Linked DNA regions of Ovis aries: region 1 is linked to region 2. A link is a contact called in public Hi-C data. All regions are on one chromosome and are shown on one strand. The core of a region is the stretch at or near the end of the contact, and the rest is flanking DNA. Distances in the headings are between cores, read along the strand shown.

What was found. A called contact is a pair of places that touch in the nucleus more often than the background predicts.
Region 1: a contact with region 2 is called in a Hi-C map of tail adipose tissue, with 3 times the contacts expected there. The contact joins the enhancer-like site here to the promoter of POLQ in region 2. A contact is called at or near these places in 2 of 16 Hi-C or Micro-C datasets (skin fibroblasts and tail adipose tissue).

The regions. Positions count from the first base shown.
Region 1 is chr1:186,986,596-186,993,791 of ARS-UI_Ramb_v3.0, forward strand. It overlaps HCLS1 (hematopoietic cell-specific Lyn substrate 1), which reads right to left. Exons shown (of 14, transcript XM_004002961.6): 4 at 1,266-1,395. Among named protein-coding and RNA genes, the nearest start is that of HCLS1, 8.4 kb to the right of the region's middle. Within about 2 kb of position 3,191, at least 4 of the 54 cell types and tissues checked have an H3K27ac peak or open chromatin away from gene starts, as enhancers often do. A contact at or near this core is called in tail adipose tissue, where this site is marked.
Region 2 is chr1:186,899,499-186,906,841 of ARS-UI_Ramb_v3.0, forward strand. POLQ (DNA polymerase theta) reads right to left here and starts at 3,140. Exons shown (of 30, transcript XM_042231980.2): 1 at 2,846-3,140; 2 at 2,189-2,368. The coding sequence starts at 3,026.

The DNA of each region.
Region 1 (7,196 bases), core at 1,941-4,440, 87 kb after region 2:
AGAAAGCTTCCTCTTCCTCCTGCATTTCCAATTCCATGCTGACATAAATACAGAGAGTGATGTGAAGCACTGCCCTATATGAGCTCCTGGGGGCTCACTTTGCAGTATTTTTGGGTCTGAGTAGGTCAACTTTGCTTGCTGAATTCAAGAATGAATGACTGCTTATCTACATTTCTTTTTCCTAGGAATTCTGTAGGAGAATACAATGTCTGGACTGCATTTTACACAATGACCAAACAAAACACTTCTTGAGGGTGGACTAAAGGTTTTCATTGAATTGTTTTTTCTCTGTGGAGATTAAACATTTTTAAATTATAGGAATATATCTCTATTTTTGAGGTTAGGAAAATCAATGGAAAAATATGATTCACCATACAAGCTTTCTTGTATCATACTTTCATAGTATCTAGTGGATAAAGGAAAGATAATATTATATTCAAGGGCATCTAATAGACAAAACCCCATCAATATTTTTCACACCTATGTGCAAATCATAAGTGATGTGTCAGTTCAGTTCAGTTCGTGTCCAACTCTTTGCAACCCCATGAATTGCAGCACTCCAGGCCACCCTGTCCATCACCAACTCCCGGAGTTCACTCAAACTCATGTCCATTGAGTCAGTGATGCCATCCAGCCATCTCTTCCTCTGTCATTCCCTTCTTCTCCTGCCCCCAATCCCTCCCAGCATCAGAGTCTTTTCCAATGAGTCAACGAATGTATTAAAAAAACCCACTAAATATACAGTAAACAGTAAAAGAAGTTGCAGCAAAGACATAATACACATACATTTTAAAGCAGTAAATGACTTTAAAACCTGTTTTCCCCTTCTCTATGTGTGTTCTGTGTCTATTCAGTCTAGGAATTACAGTGTAGCTGAGCCTACACTAGGCCAGTTCTAAATTCTTGGCTCCCATTTTCTGCCATCTATATATTATGTGTTGAAATCAGGGGAAAAATGATACAAATAATATGTGAACATTCTATTTTAATACTTATTTTATTTGTCTGTACCAGGTATTAGTCATGGTATGCAGGATCTTTAGCTGTGGCATGTGGGATCTAGTTCCCTGACTAGGGATCAAACTCAGGCCCCCAGCATTGGGAACTCGGCATCTTAACCACTGGATCACCAGGGAAGTCCGTGGACATTCAATTTTAAAACCAAATGGATGTTTTACTTTTGAGTAAGTTTTAACCATAAAATCAACAAATGAATCAATTTATCTAATTTTTTTTTTTAAAGCAAATATCCCCTTTCAATTCACCTTGTCCATTCGGTCTTTTTCCACTCCAAACCGACCTCCATAGCCATGAGATGCTTTGGGCCCTGACTCCATCTCTTTCTTCTTGAGAATATCATGCTCCTCTGATACTTTGTTCCTCAGCAGGTGGATGCTAGAAGCAAACACATCACAGAGACTTGTCTAGCACAGAGAAGTCAATGAACCCTCCTTGCCAGAAAAATAGTAATTTTGCAGTGTGTTATGTTCATTTTTAGCAATAGTCCCAAACAAGTCCCAAATAACCTGTGCTGGGTCTGGGAGTAAGGGATTGGTGTGGCCAGCATATATACCCTGATACGAACTCTTCATAAACCAATACTATCCTCTAGTCTGTCATTTTGTTCACTAAATAACCTTCTGATATTTAGACTCATGTTTCTAAATGTTAGAGGCCAATAATTGAAGAGTTATTTTCCTCTCTGAATGGATTTGCTGTCTAACAATTAGGTGTTCTACCTCAAGAAGCACAAAAAGATTCATATACCCTTTACCCACACATTCTAGAAGTCTATCCGGAGGAAATAACTTTAACTGTGGCAAAGCGTAGTGTCTAATGATATTCAGTGGAACATTGTATTTAGTAATAAGAACCAAGAAACATTTTATGTGGAGAAAATTGGGGAATAGTTAAGTAAATTGCACATTACTTTTTAATGGCACATGAGGAAGTCATTAAAGACATTGAGTAGGAAAAATACATCATTGAGGAATTTATCTACACATAAAGTATTTTATGTCTCTGCTTGTTAAAAATGAATGCCCTTCACACTGCCCCTAAATCTGCCTATTCCCAAGAGAACTAAAAATTAATAACCTTTATCTGGGATACCTCTATCCTTAAGAGAACATAACACTGAAAGGAGGCATTCTCCCCTTTACTTCACTTTCATCTTTACCATGGTGGTGGTGGTGGTGCTGCTGCTAAGTCACTTCAGTCGTGTCCGACTCTGTGTGACCCCACAGACGGCAGCCCACCAGGCTCCCCCGTCCCTGGGATTCTCCAGGCCAAGAACACTGGAGTGGGTTGCCATTTCCATCTCCAATGAATGAAAGTGAAATGTGAAAGTGAAGTTGCTCAGTCGTGTCCGACCCTTAGCGACCCCATGGACTGCAGCCTACCAGGCTCCTCCGTCCATGGGATTTTCCAGGCAAGAGTACTGGAGTGGGGTGCCATTGCCTTCTCCATGGTGGTGCTAGTGGTAAAGAACTTGTCTATCAATGAATGAGACATAAGAAATGCAAGTTTGATCCCTGGGTTGGGAAGATCCCCGGGAGAAGGAAATGGCAACCCACTCCAGTATTCTTGCCTAGAGAATCCCATGGACAGAGGAACCTGGTGGGCCACAGTCCATAGGGTCACAAAGAGTCGGACATGACTGAAGCGAATAAGCACAGCATAGTACACAGAACATCTACGGGTATTTGTTTGGCCTGAGGATATGAAGTGATAGCTCAGCACCAGCACCAACCCCAGCTCCAATAAGTGACAATCAGGACTGATACTTAGACACATATAATGACCACTGGGGATTCTTAGAAACACTTGGGCAAGAGAATCCTAAATAAAAAATTTAATTTCCTGCAGCGAGAAATGGAGGTTTGGAGAACTGAGATAGCAATTTTCCTGGAAATTTATTAGCTCATATAAACCAGACATATTGGTTACAGTTAGAGTGGCCATCTCATAGACAAAATTCTCCTCTTTCATGGAAGAATAGATCCATCTTGTGGCCTTGTAGTGTAAGGCCACCAGAAGTCTTTTTTTAAAGCCATCTCAGCTTTAGTCAAAGTTAATTTTAGAAAATTGGCTTTGACCCAGATGAAATTAAGCTAAGAGCTGGAAGAACCCTCTGTTCCTGTGCCTGCTCTAAACCTTCTGGCAGCCGGGAAGGCAGAGATCCTGTGTTGCTAGTTTGACAACATCAACACTTTAGAACTACCTGTGTCCAAAAAAGTTACTGGTGCCAAGAACAGGTAAATGATCTATTTCCCAACCAAAGTTTTCAGATGAAGAATGAAGAAAATGTGACTAGACATTACTTTCAAATGGGGGAAAATATGCAAAGTTTTAATAAATCCAGTCACTGTTGTATGAATCATAACTGTTTTATAGTTGAAACAAGTTTTTAAAGGGATTAGAAAATGAGATTCAGGAATATCCCCCTAATAGTTGGCTGTGAGGCTAATCAGAGAATCATGACAACAGATAATAAAATTTGAATGAAAATGTTGGGGCCAGCAAAGACCAACTTTTTACCAAATTCTTTAGACTATAGCTGAAGCTACTATAAATGTGTTGTATTATTCCATTATTAAATAAATATTAATTAAATATTTATAAATATTTTTTAGTGTGAAGTACCGTTAGACTCTGACAATACAAAGATAATTAATATATGAAAATAGTGATCAGATGCAAGATATAGAGAGGAAACTAAAAGTTATATTTCAATGTCCTAATTGGCATACCTAAGAAACCTGACACATTAACTCTCAGAAGCCTATTTAAAGTCTTGCCTTGGAATTGATAAAGCAATATAGTTTATAGTAACCAGGACCTCAAAGATGAGCTAAGAGAAGGAACAGAATGTTTTTTGTGGTTTTTATGATAAAAGTAAAAGTACAAAAATTAGTGACTCAGACTATAAAATTTTATTCACAAACAATGATCCTAGACAAAGAAAATTCTAAAGAATCTACATCAGTTTGCTACTAGAACTATTCAGTACATTTAGCAAGATGCCAATGTAGCAAGGTGCCAAACAAGATTACAATCAAAAGCAATTTTATTTCTACATACTAGCCACAGACATTTGAGAATTTAAAGTTAAAAATAAATTCTACTTACCATCACATGAAATAACACTAAATATTTTAGAATAACTTTAATTAAATATGTGTAAGACCTGAACACTGAAAAACATTTCTGAAAAGATTAAAGAAGAGCTAAGTAAATGGAAACATATCCCATATTCATGGCTTGGAAAACTTGAGATCATTAAGATGTAATAAAAATAAATAAAAATATTAGTCGCTCAGTTGTGTCCGACTTTTTGAGACCCCCATGGACTGTAGCCCGCCAAGCTCCTCTGTCCATGGGATTCTCTAGGCAAAAATACTGGAGTGGGTTGCCATTTCCTCTTCCAGCATTAAAATGTAAGTTATCTCCAAATCGATGGTCTATAGATTCAGTGCAATTCCAGTCAAAATACCAACAGGTATTTTTGTAGGAATCAACTAGCTAATTCTAAAATGTGTGTGGAAATGTAAAGTTCTGGGTTAATAAAAAGTTATTTTTTAAAGGAGCACAAAGTTGAAGGACTACCTGATTTCATTGCTACAATAAAAGGTACAGTACAATAATGTTACAACATTCAGTGCAGTATGGTATGGGTCAGAGCAGACATAAATCAATAAAATAGTTTAGAAATGGACCTTCACATATATGGTCAAAGATGCTAGGTAAATCAATGAAGAAAGAATAGTCTTTTAATGATGTGGGAATAATGAACTCTCCAAATGGAAATAAAATGAACTTCAATCTTTGCCTCACACTGTACACAAAAACAAATTTGAAGTAAATTGTAGACTTAAATGTAAAAGCTAAAACTATAAGGCTTTTAGAAAAAGACATAGGAAAAAAATCTTCACAATTTGAGGTAGGCAAAAATTCCCTAGACACATAGGCACTGACCATAAAAATTTTTTATAAAATTAGACTTCATCAGAATTAACATATTTTGATCTTTAAAAGAAGCTATTAATAGAGTGAAAAGGCAAGTTATAGTCTGGCAGAAAATATTTATAAAACATACATGTCACAAAAGACTTTTATCTAGAATATTTAAAGAACTCTTAAAACTTAAAAGAATACAAATAACCCAGTTTAAAAATGAGAAAAAGATTTGAATAGACACTTCAAAACGAAGACATATGAAAATACATGAATGGTACGTGAAAAGATGTTCAATAAAATTAACCAGCAGAAAAATACAAGTTAAAATCACTACACACTTACAAAAATGATTAAAAATACTAACAATACTAAGTATAGACAAAGACGTTGAACAATTAAAACTCATCCATTATTGGTAGGAGTGAAAAAACATTTCTTTCAGAAAGCAGTTTCTTAAAAAACTAAAACAGACTTTTTATATGACTCAGGAATTCTACTATAGGTAGAAGTAAAAATATAGGTAAAGAAAAAGATTTGGACCCGATGTTCATGACAGTTTTACTTGACAGCTTTATTTATTTTTACCTGACCTTCAAAAGGAACAAAAGACTGATACACACAAGGCCATGAATAGATCTCAAAAATATTATGCTGAGTGAAAGAAGACAGACACAAAAAATACATTATGTATTACTCCATTTACATGCAATTCTAGGACAGGAAAAATTAAGCTATAGTGACAAGAAGCAGATCAGTATTCATATCCAGCCTCGTAAAGAGGTGCATGAACATAAGTGAGGAAAGTTGGTGAGAAGAAGATGGAGAGAAGACAAGAACCCTTGAAAACTAGGCAGGTCCTGGAAACACCAGACTGCTTGGAGCTGCCTGGCCCAGGACTTCTCTACACAATAGGTGAAGGATGGATAGGGTCATTTGAACTATTTACCGAATTACCAAACCACTCCTCAAACTATTTTAGGTCTATTTTCACAGACCTAAAAAAGAAAGATCATGGGGGATGGTAGTGAGATTAATGAGAACCACAATCACTTCCTTTTCCTGCTTTGAATCATCTGAGCTCTGCAGCTACTGTTCTCTTCTACTTCCCTTCCTTTCCAAGGACCTTGGTGATTCCCATCTGACCTTAAAGGTTGTTCTAGTCCACATGAGACAAAAAGAACCCCAGAGTATTATAGACTTACTGCTGGAAGGTCCTCTAGAGATCTTTTTGATCCCAGTGCTAAGATTGAGAATCAGAGAGGGAAGTGGCCTGTCCAAGATCACCTGGCTAGGAACTAGCAGAGACTGGGCTTTTACACCTCAATAGCCTGGGTAAATGGGAGAGGAGTGGGTTTCTGGGTAAATGTCCCTACCATTTATTTTACCAGATATAGATCCAGTTAGGCTAATAACGAAACACCCAGGGTCACCACATTTTACAACTCCAGGGGTCACCAGTGAGAGTAATAAATATACTGGATTGTATAACACAGCAGTCCAAATAAATGCCACTTAGGAATAAGGAAGATTGTCGTCTGTTTACATGTTTATTTTAGGTTTTTAGGAAGAAAATCTGGTTCAACTAATCTATACTAACAGGAAATGGAGATAACATTATTGAGGGGCCAGGAGGTGCTAAGTACTGCACTAGACATTGCTACATGCTAATTCATTGAATTCTAACCATATATCTGCAGGGTAGCTAGTTGCATCCTCATTGGATAAATAAATAAGCTGAGTTTCAGAGAAGTTATATGCCTAACCCACATTGCCATTAATGGTAGAACTGTAAATTGAATCTAAATCTATCTGATATCCAAACTCAAGCTCTTTCCATAAGACTGTGGCGGGGGTTTAGGGGTCCTCTTTAAAATGTTCTACTCCTGCTCTGCATGTGAAGGGCACTGGTAGGGGAAGGGTACAAGGAGAGTTTGTATGCTTATCTTAATAGCTCTCAGGATACGAGGGCTGAGTGACCTGTTCTCAGAAAATGAAAGACATCTTAACTTGGGCAGGATTTGATGAGCCTACAGAGGAGCACCAGAGAAGCTTCCTGCACTACCCAATTCCCTTTTTTCACTTTCCAACTGCTTCCAGAATTGCCTAGTTTCCTTAAATATGATATTCATACAGTTACCTGAAATAAATCATTTATGTCCAATTAAACAACAATGCATAGTACCAAATATTATCAAATTATATAAACAAGTGCCAAATTTTCATAGCATGCTTTGTGC
Region 2 (7,343 bases), core at 1,890-4,389:
GCACCAACTCCCGGAGTTCACTCAAACTCTCGTCCATCAGTCGGGGATGCCATCCAGCCATCTCATCCTCTGCCGTCCCCTTCTCCTCCTGCCCCCAATCCCTCCCAGCATCAGGGTCTTTTCCAATGAGTCAACTCTTCACATGAGGTGGCCAAAGTATTGGAGTTTTAGCTTTAGCATCAGTCCTTCCAATAAACACCCAGGACTGATCTCCCTTAGGATGGACTGGTTGGATCTCCTTGCAGTCCAAGGGACTCTCAAGAGTCTTCTCCAACACCACAGTTCAAAAGCATCAATTCTTCAGCGCTCAGCTTTCTTCACAGTCCAACTCTCACATCCATACATGACCACAGGAAAAACCATAGCCTTGACTAGACGGACCTTTGTTGGCAAAGTAATATCTCTGCTTTTCAATATACTATCTAGGTTGGTCATAACTTTTCTTCCAAGGAGTAAGCGTCTTTTAATTTCATAGCTGCAATCACCATCTGCAGTGATTTTGGAGCCCCCCAAAATAAAGTCTGACACTGTTTCTACTGTTTCCCATCTATTTCCCATGAAGTGATGGGAACAGATGCCATGTTCTTAGTTTTCTGAATGTTGTGCTTTAAGCCAACATTGTGTTCACTCTCCTCTTTCACTTTCATCAAGAGGCTTTTGAGTTCCTCTTCACTTTCTGCCATAAGGGTGGTGTCATCTGCATATCTGAGGTTATTGATATTTCTCCCGGCAATCTTGATTCCAGCTTGTGCTTCTTCCAGCCCAGCGTTTCTCATCATGTACTCTGCATAGAAGTTAAATAAGCAGGGTGACAATATACAGCCTTGACGTATCCCTTTTCCTATTTGGAACCAGTCTGTTCTTCCATGTCCAGTTCTAACTGTTGCTTCCTGACCTGCATAGAGGTTTCTCAAGAGGCAGGTCAGGTGATCTGGTATTCCCCTCTTTCAGAATTTTCCAGTTTATTGTGATCCACACAGTCAAAGGCTTTGGCATAGTCAATAGAGTAGAAACAGATGTTTTTCTGGAACTCTCTTGCTTTTTCAATGAATCAGCTTATGTTGGCAATTTGATCTCTCCTTCCTCTGCCTTTTCTAAAACCAGCTTGAACATCTAGTTACAAAGCTACTGCATAATCTAGAAGATGATAGTAACCTAGGTAATGCACCCAAGAACAAAGAGTACTGGTCAGAATCAAGATATTTGAGATAACAGACACTGGACCCGGTGATAAATTTATGTGAGTTGGTGACCAGAGTTATGAATGACACCCAAGTATTTAAGCAATTGAAATTGTCAGGGCATTCTACAACTACCACTAACTGCCACTAGCAATTAGTAAGAGTGTTTCTATATGACAAAAACTTTTCTATGCCCACAAGCAGGCACTCATGCTTTCTGTGTGCACTGTCACTCCCTCTCTTTCTCCTCCTCTCTCTCACGTAATCTGCAAGGTTACACAGCCAGTAAACAGCCTGAACTTGTATCTTGTTGTTCGGTCACCAAGTCATGTCACATTCTTCGGGACCTTATGAACTGCAACACACCAGGCTTCCCTGTCCTTCACTATCTCCTGGAGTTTATTCAAACTCATCATATCCATTGAGAAATAGATAGAAAATCTCCTAGCTATTTTTGGCAGCCATAATGAAAAATCTGGGTAACTCACAACTTCAGAGAAAACTGATCTTACCAAGTGATTAGATTCTAAAGTCAGTATTCTAAAGACAGATGGTTAAAAGTTTTATAAGTCAAAATTATTCTTGAAAGCCCATATAACCTTTCATAAAGTATTACATAAGGTTTTATGTATATACTCCTGTATGAGCAGGTCAACTTATAAACAGGTATGTATTATAAAATGTTCACACACTGAAAGGCAACTGAGATCAACTGTGGGAAGAACACATTTACATCTCATACTGCATGCTCACACTGGGATGAATGTTTGTTGAGAGGAAAGGCAAGCAGATAACTCTCTTTAAACTGCAGGGGTTTTGCCTTTCCCCACCCCACCATATAAGGGGATTTTCATAAATAAGGTATGCATATGATGAAACTCTGCTTTTCATATATTTTAAGACTTTCTCTAGTTATAAATTTCATCTGCCTTACCTCAATAGAGCATTCTCTACATTCATAATGTCTTTAAAATGGTACAGAAATTAATTTGCACAAATTTGAATACCTGAATAAACTAAATTCTTTCCTTCCAGGACTTGTCCAAGCAAAAGGCACTCTGCCTGCCATTCAAACATTTTTTTAACACCAAAACTGTGATATTTCTCCAGAACCGCTGTAGGAAGTCCCCAATTTGCCAACAGCAGCTTGTCTATTTGATCATCAGGAAACGTCTGCTTGCATTCCCCTTTTGGGGGAAAAAAAAAAACAAAAACAAAAAAGAAAAAAAGGAAGTAAGTAGTTAGTTTTAACGTAAGACTTCAGTAATTAGCCTTCTACTGAGTTTTGGAATTCCTACGTGTTATATATAACCTGCCATAAAACACATCCAATTTAAGTATCTGTAAGGAGTACTGGCACTGTTAGGCGTGAATCCCTTACAGGTGATGAGATTTGGCCAACTAGTAAGTTGTTTCCGTAAACAAATGTCGAAAGAATAAAAACCCAGAAACCACTTGAAGACTAATAATACCAGGAGGTCTCTGAACACGGACTGAAAGCTCTTCCTTGTCAACAGAAAGTGACATGCCGCTCAGGGCTGGAGTCACAAACTGAGAAAGGGAGTAGGAGCCGAGCGGGTCCTGTAAACGAGCGAGCTCCGCGCCGAAAGGACACCTCGCGACTAGCAGCCCATTTGAGCTGGCCACGGAGTGCCTGGGAGTACCTGTAGCTCCGGCCGGCCGGCGCCCACGATCCTTCAAGCTGCGTCCCAGGCCCGGAGGTGGGCTCAGCACCGGCCCGGAAAGGAGCAAGGGGTTGTCACTGCCGTCAAAGCCGCTTCCCGAAGACGAGTCTAAGCCTGATGCTGAACGTCGCTGTTTCCCACTCCAGCGCGTTATATTCATCGCGAAACCTTCTCCGCCATTCAGGGAAACGCAGAGTCCCAGCGTCCTCCCACTCGGAAAAAACTGACCCTGGCGACGAACGCGGCCGCCATCTTCCCGCCACGGTTTTAAAACGCAGGCCTCCCAGCCCGCCCCGGGACCATAGAGTTCCCAGTGGCGAGAGTAACCCGAGAACCATAAACTCTTGGGGAAGGAGCGGCTCTCGCTCGGTTTAGACCTCCCACGTCTCTATTGTTGATGGTTAGCGTAATAGAAACAGAGTTGGACCTAGATTAAACGCGGAAAAAACAGACTCAGTATATATAATCTCCAACTATAATCATACTGGCTTAAAATTTTTACTTTTCCTTTTGTCCATTTCTAGTTTAAATAGCAAGGTTATACTAACTTCGTAAAATGAACTGCCCATAATAGGTAGATTAGAGATGTAGTTCTATTTAACATATTGGTATTTTTAAAATAATTATTATAAGTTGTATGTGCGAAGAGCTGACTCATTGGAAAACACTCTGATGCAGGATAAGGAGTCAACAAAAGATGAGATGATTAGATGGCATCATCGACTAATTTGAGCAAACTCCAGGGGATAGTGAAGGACAGGGAAGCCTGGCATGCTGTAGCTCATGGGGTGGCAAGGAGTGGGACACGACTTGGCCTCTGAACAACAATATGTGCAAAATATTATACCAGTAAAATTTAGGATTTAGAATGGAGTGCAATTTACTCTCTCCTGGTGTATGATTGTAGGGCAGAGGCTATTTCTGTACACAATTTCTACTTTAGTCATTGTACACTGTAAGGAATATGTGATGGCGAGTACGATACTGCCACCGATAGACTTCTTAGATAGCAGAACGCTGCATGGAAGGGGCTCTGGATGTTCCAGAGTGATCATTCGGAACCAAGAGCTTATTGATGGATCTATGCTTTACCTTTTGGCAAAGTAGAATCAAGCGAGCTCTGGACTTAAGCTGATACCTGCTATTCACCTAATTGCACAATCCGTTTCACCAAGCAAATCTAGTAAGGGAAAGCCTACCCTAAAGAGTCGGTGGTTTCCTATAGCTCTAAAAATCTCAAAAGGACCAGTCAAACAACAGCAAAGCCTCTAATATAAGCCTGGGAAATAGGAGAATGAGTTCTATGAAACCTATCTTGTTAAAAAAAATTTTTTTGGACAATATTCCAAAATTCCACACGATGGAGTCATTACTCCATGAGGGAAACATTTTTCTTAGTTATCTTTTATGCTTTCATTCATTTACTCAACTAGTTATTGAGAATCTACTATTGAGTCTACTGTGCTAGGCACTGATATACAGGGAAATGGCAAGAAATGGTTCCTGCTCTCAAAGAGAAAGAGACTAAGGGAGACAAATATTAAACTAATTGAAAAATTAATTGACAATTTTAAATTGTACTAACATTCAGGACGGAGAAGGCAATGGCACCCACTCCCTACTCTTGCCTGGAAAATCCTATGGACAGAGGAGCCTGGTAGGCTGCAGTCCATGGGGTCGCTGTGAGTCGGATACGACTGAGTGACTTCACTTTCACTTTTCACTTTTATGCATTAGAGAAGGAAATGGCAACCCACTCCAGTGTTCTTGCCTGGAGAATCCCAGGGACGGGGGAGCCTGCTGGGCAGCCGTCTATGGGGTCACAGAGTCAGACACGACTGAGGTGACTTAGCAGCAGCAGTGCTCAGGAGGAAATAAAGAGTACTATTAAATAAAAGGGATCCTAATTTAGATGTTAAATATGCTGCCAAAGATTGAAGGTGGGAGGAGAAGGGGACAACAGAGGATGAGATGGTTGGATGGCACCCACCGACTGCATGGACATGAGTTTGAATAAGCTCCAGGAGTTGGTGATGGACAGGGAAGCCTGGCGTGCTGCAGTCCATGGGGTCACAAAGAGTCAGACATGACTGAGTGACTGAACTGAATTTAGATGTAGTCATGGAAGATCTTTCTGAGATGCAGTGTAGCATAGGGGTCCAGAGTATAACTCTGAAGACAGTCAATCTGTGTTTGAAGACTTAGTAGCTGTGTGATCCTTGCTTAACTCCTTGAGCTTCCTTTTCCTCATCTATATGATGAAGATGGGGCTTCCCTGGTGGCTCAGAAGGTAAAGCATCTGCCCACAATGTGGGAGACCCAGGTTTGATCCCTGGGTTGTGAAGATCCCCTGGAGAAGGGAATGGCAACCCATTCCAGTACTCTTGCTTGGAAAATCCCATGGATAGAGTCGGACACGACTGAGAGACTTCTTTCTTCACTTTCTTTCTTTATGATGGATATAATAAAAATAACAACTATTAATATTTGGTTATTATGAACACTAAGTTAATAGGTGTAAAGTGCTTAGAACAGTCCTCACCACATACAAGTACTGTTCAGAGAAAATGCTATATAAATGTTCTAATATTGCTCCCAATATAAAACCAGCACTTTGACATAAAAAGAATAAACACAGAAATCTGTCACAAAGTTATTCTGTTCTTATTAGGTGAACTATGATCAACTGAGAAAAATAACTTAGAAGAAATTGAAAGGCATGATTTGTGTCATCTTTCTGAAAAGCCTAGAGAATATTTTTAAATTTACAGTTTATTTCAAACATTCAACATAAATTTCTAATTTAAAAAACTCTTAGAAAATTCAAGACAGCGGGGACATAGGTACACCTATGGTTAATTCATGTTGTATAACAGAAATCAAACCAATATTGTAAAGCAATCATCAATCAATTAAAAATAAATATTTTTAAAGCTCTTAGAAAATAGAAAAGAGAAGTTTACTTCTCAAAAATGTTAAATATTTTGTGTGCTGTTACCATAATTATTAATGCAGGTTAGTACACCTGAAGTATTCCCCCCTGTCTTTTAACTGTGTCTGAGGTTGGATTCCTTGAATTTTATTTGTGGTAAATCTTCAAGGTCTGCATTAAAGCACTTGAAAAGTTTTTTGCATGTATTTCTGCCAGATACCTAGGAGACATAACAATTACAGCCCATTTTAAATATAGAGAAGGACATTGCAGCCCATATCAAGAAGGAGTTTGACAAGAAGTACAACCCCAGCTGGCACTACATAGCGGACGTCATGTGACACATGAAATCAAACACTTCATCTACTTCTACCTGAGCCAAGTGGCCGTTCTCCTGTTCAAATCTGGTTTAAAAATTGGACTGTGTCACACATCCAATGATCCATCCAAAAACAAGAACTGCAGCCTAAATTCCAAATACCAGAGAGGAAAGTCTTCAGCCTTGCCTAAGGGAAGACCTTAATCTTTGAACCTCTATTATGTTTTGTACAGGGCAGGAGACGCTGGTTTAATCCCCTTGAAGATTCCATGGACAGAGGAGCCTGGTGGGCTACAGTCCAAAAGTTCACAAAGAGTAGGACATAAGTGATCAATTAAGCACTAGCACTAGCATAATGTTTGACATCCAGAGCCAAATTTGCACAGCTTCCACACTCACCATCTCAGGCTTCAGGATAGATATTTCTCAGCTCTCCTTTCTAAGGAGGCTGTCCTTTTTGGGGTTTGGCTCTACACGGGGGATTTTAGATCTTACCCCAGGACCTGCTAGGAACCCCAGATTCCTATCCCCCAGAACACATAATCTATTGAAATCTGTGCTCCAGACTACCAGAGATCAGCAAACATCACTATGGAAAGTTTTGATGCTAATATTTCACTTACGTCTCTACTCAGTTCTATGATTATTTGACATTTCTGTCTGATAAGGAATTCTCCAATCTTACCAGTTTAGTCTCAAATTGTAAAAGATGTTTTTTATATTTTATAAAAATATCCAGAATTTTAAGGAAACTGTGCTGTTCTACAGTGGTTTGGACTGATACTGCTAAACACAGACGTAAGGGAAACTCGATAACAATTGGTATATTTTTAAAGATGTCATCTGATTATTTTAATAAGTTTGCACAAATAATGGAGAGTGATTTATCTATGGAAATTGCTGAGGTTATATGAAAAATAATGAAATTTACACAAACTAAATTGGTGAATTAACTAAAACAGAATCTTCCAGACTGAATAAATTCTGTGCTTCTCAGGGATGTAGCATATAATGTAATAAATCTAATAAATACTGCTGTATATTATATCTAAAAGCTGTTAAATCAGTAAATCCTAAGAGTTCTCATTACAAGAAAATAAAACTTTTTCTATTTAAGTTTGCATTTACATGAGATGATGGATGTTTACTCAACTTATTTTGATAATCTTTTCATGGTGGTGTTGTTCAGTCACTAAGTCATGTCTGATTCTTTGTGACCTCTTGGA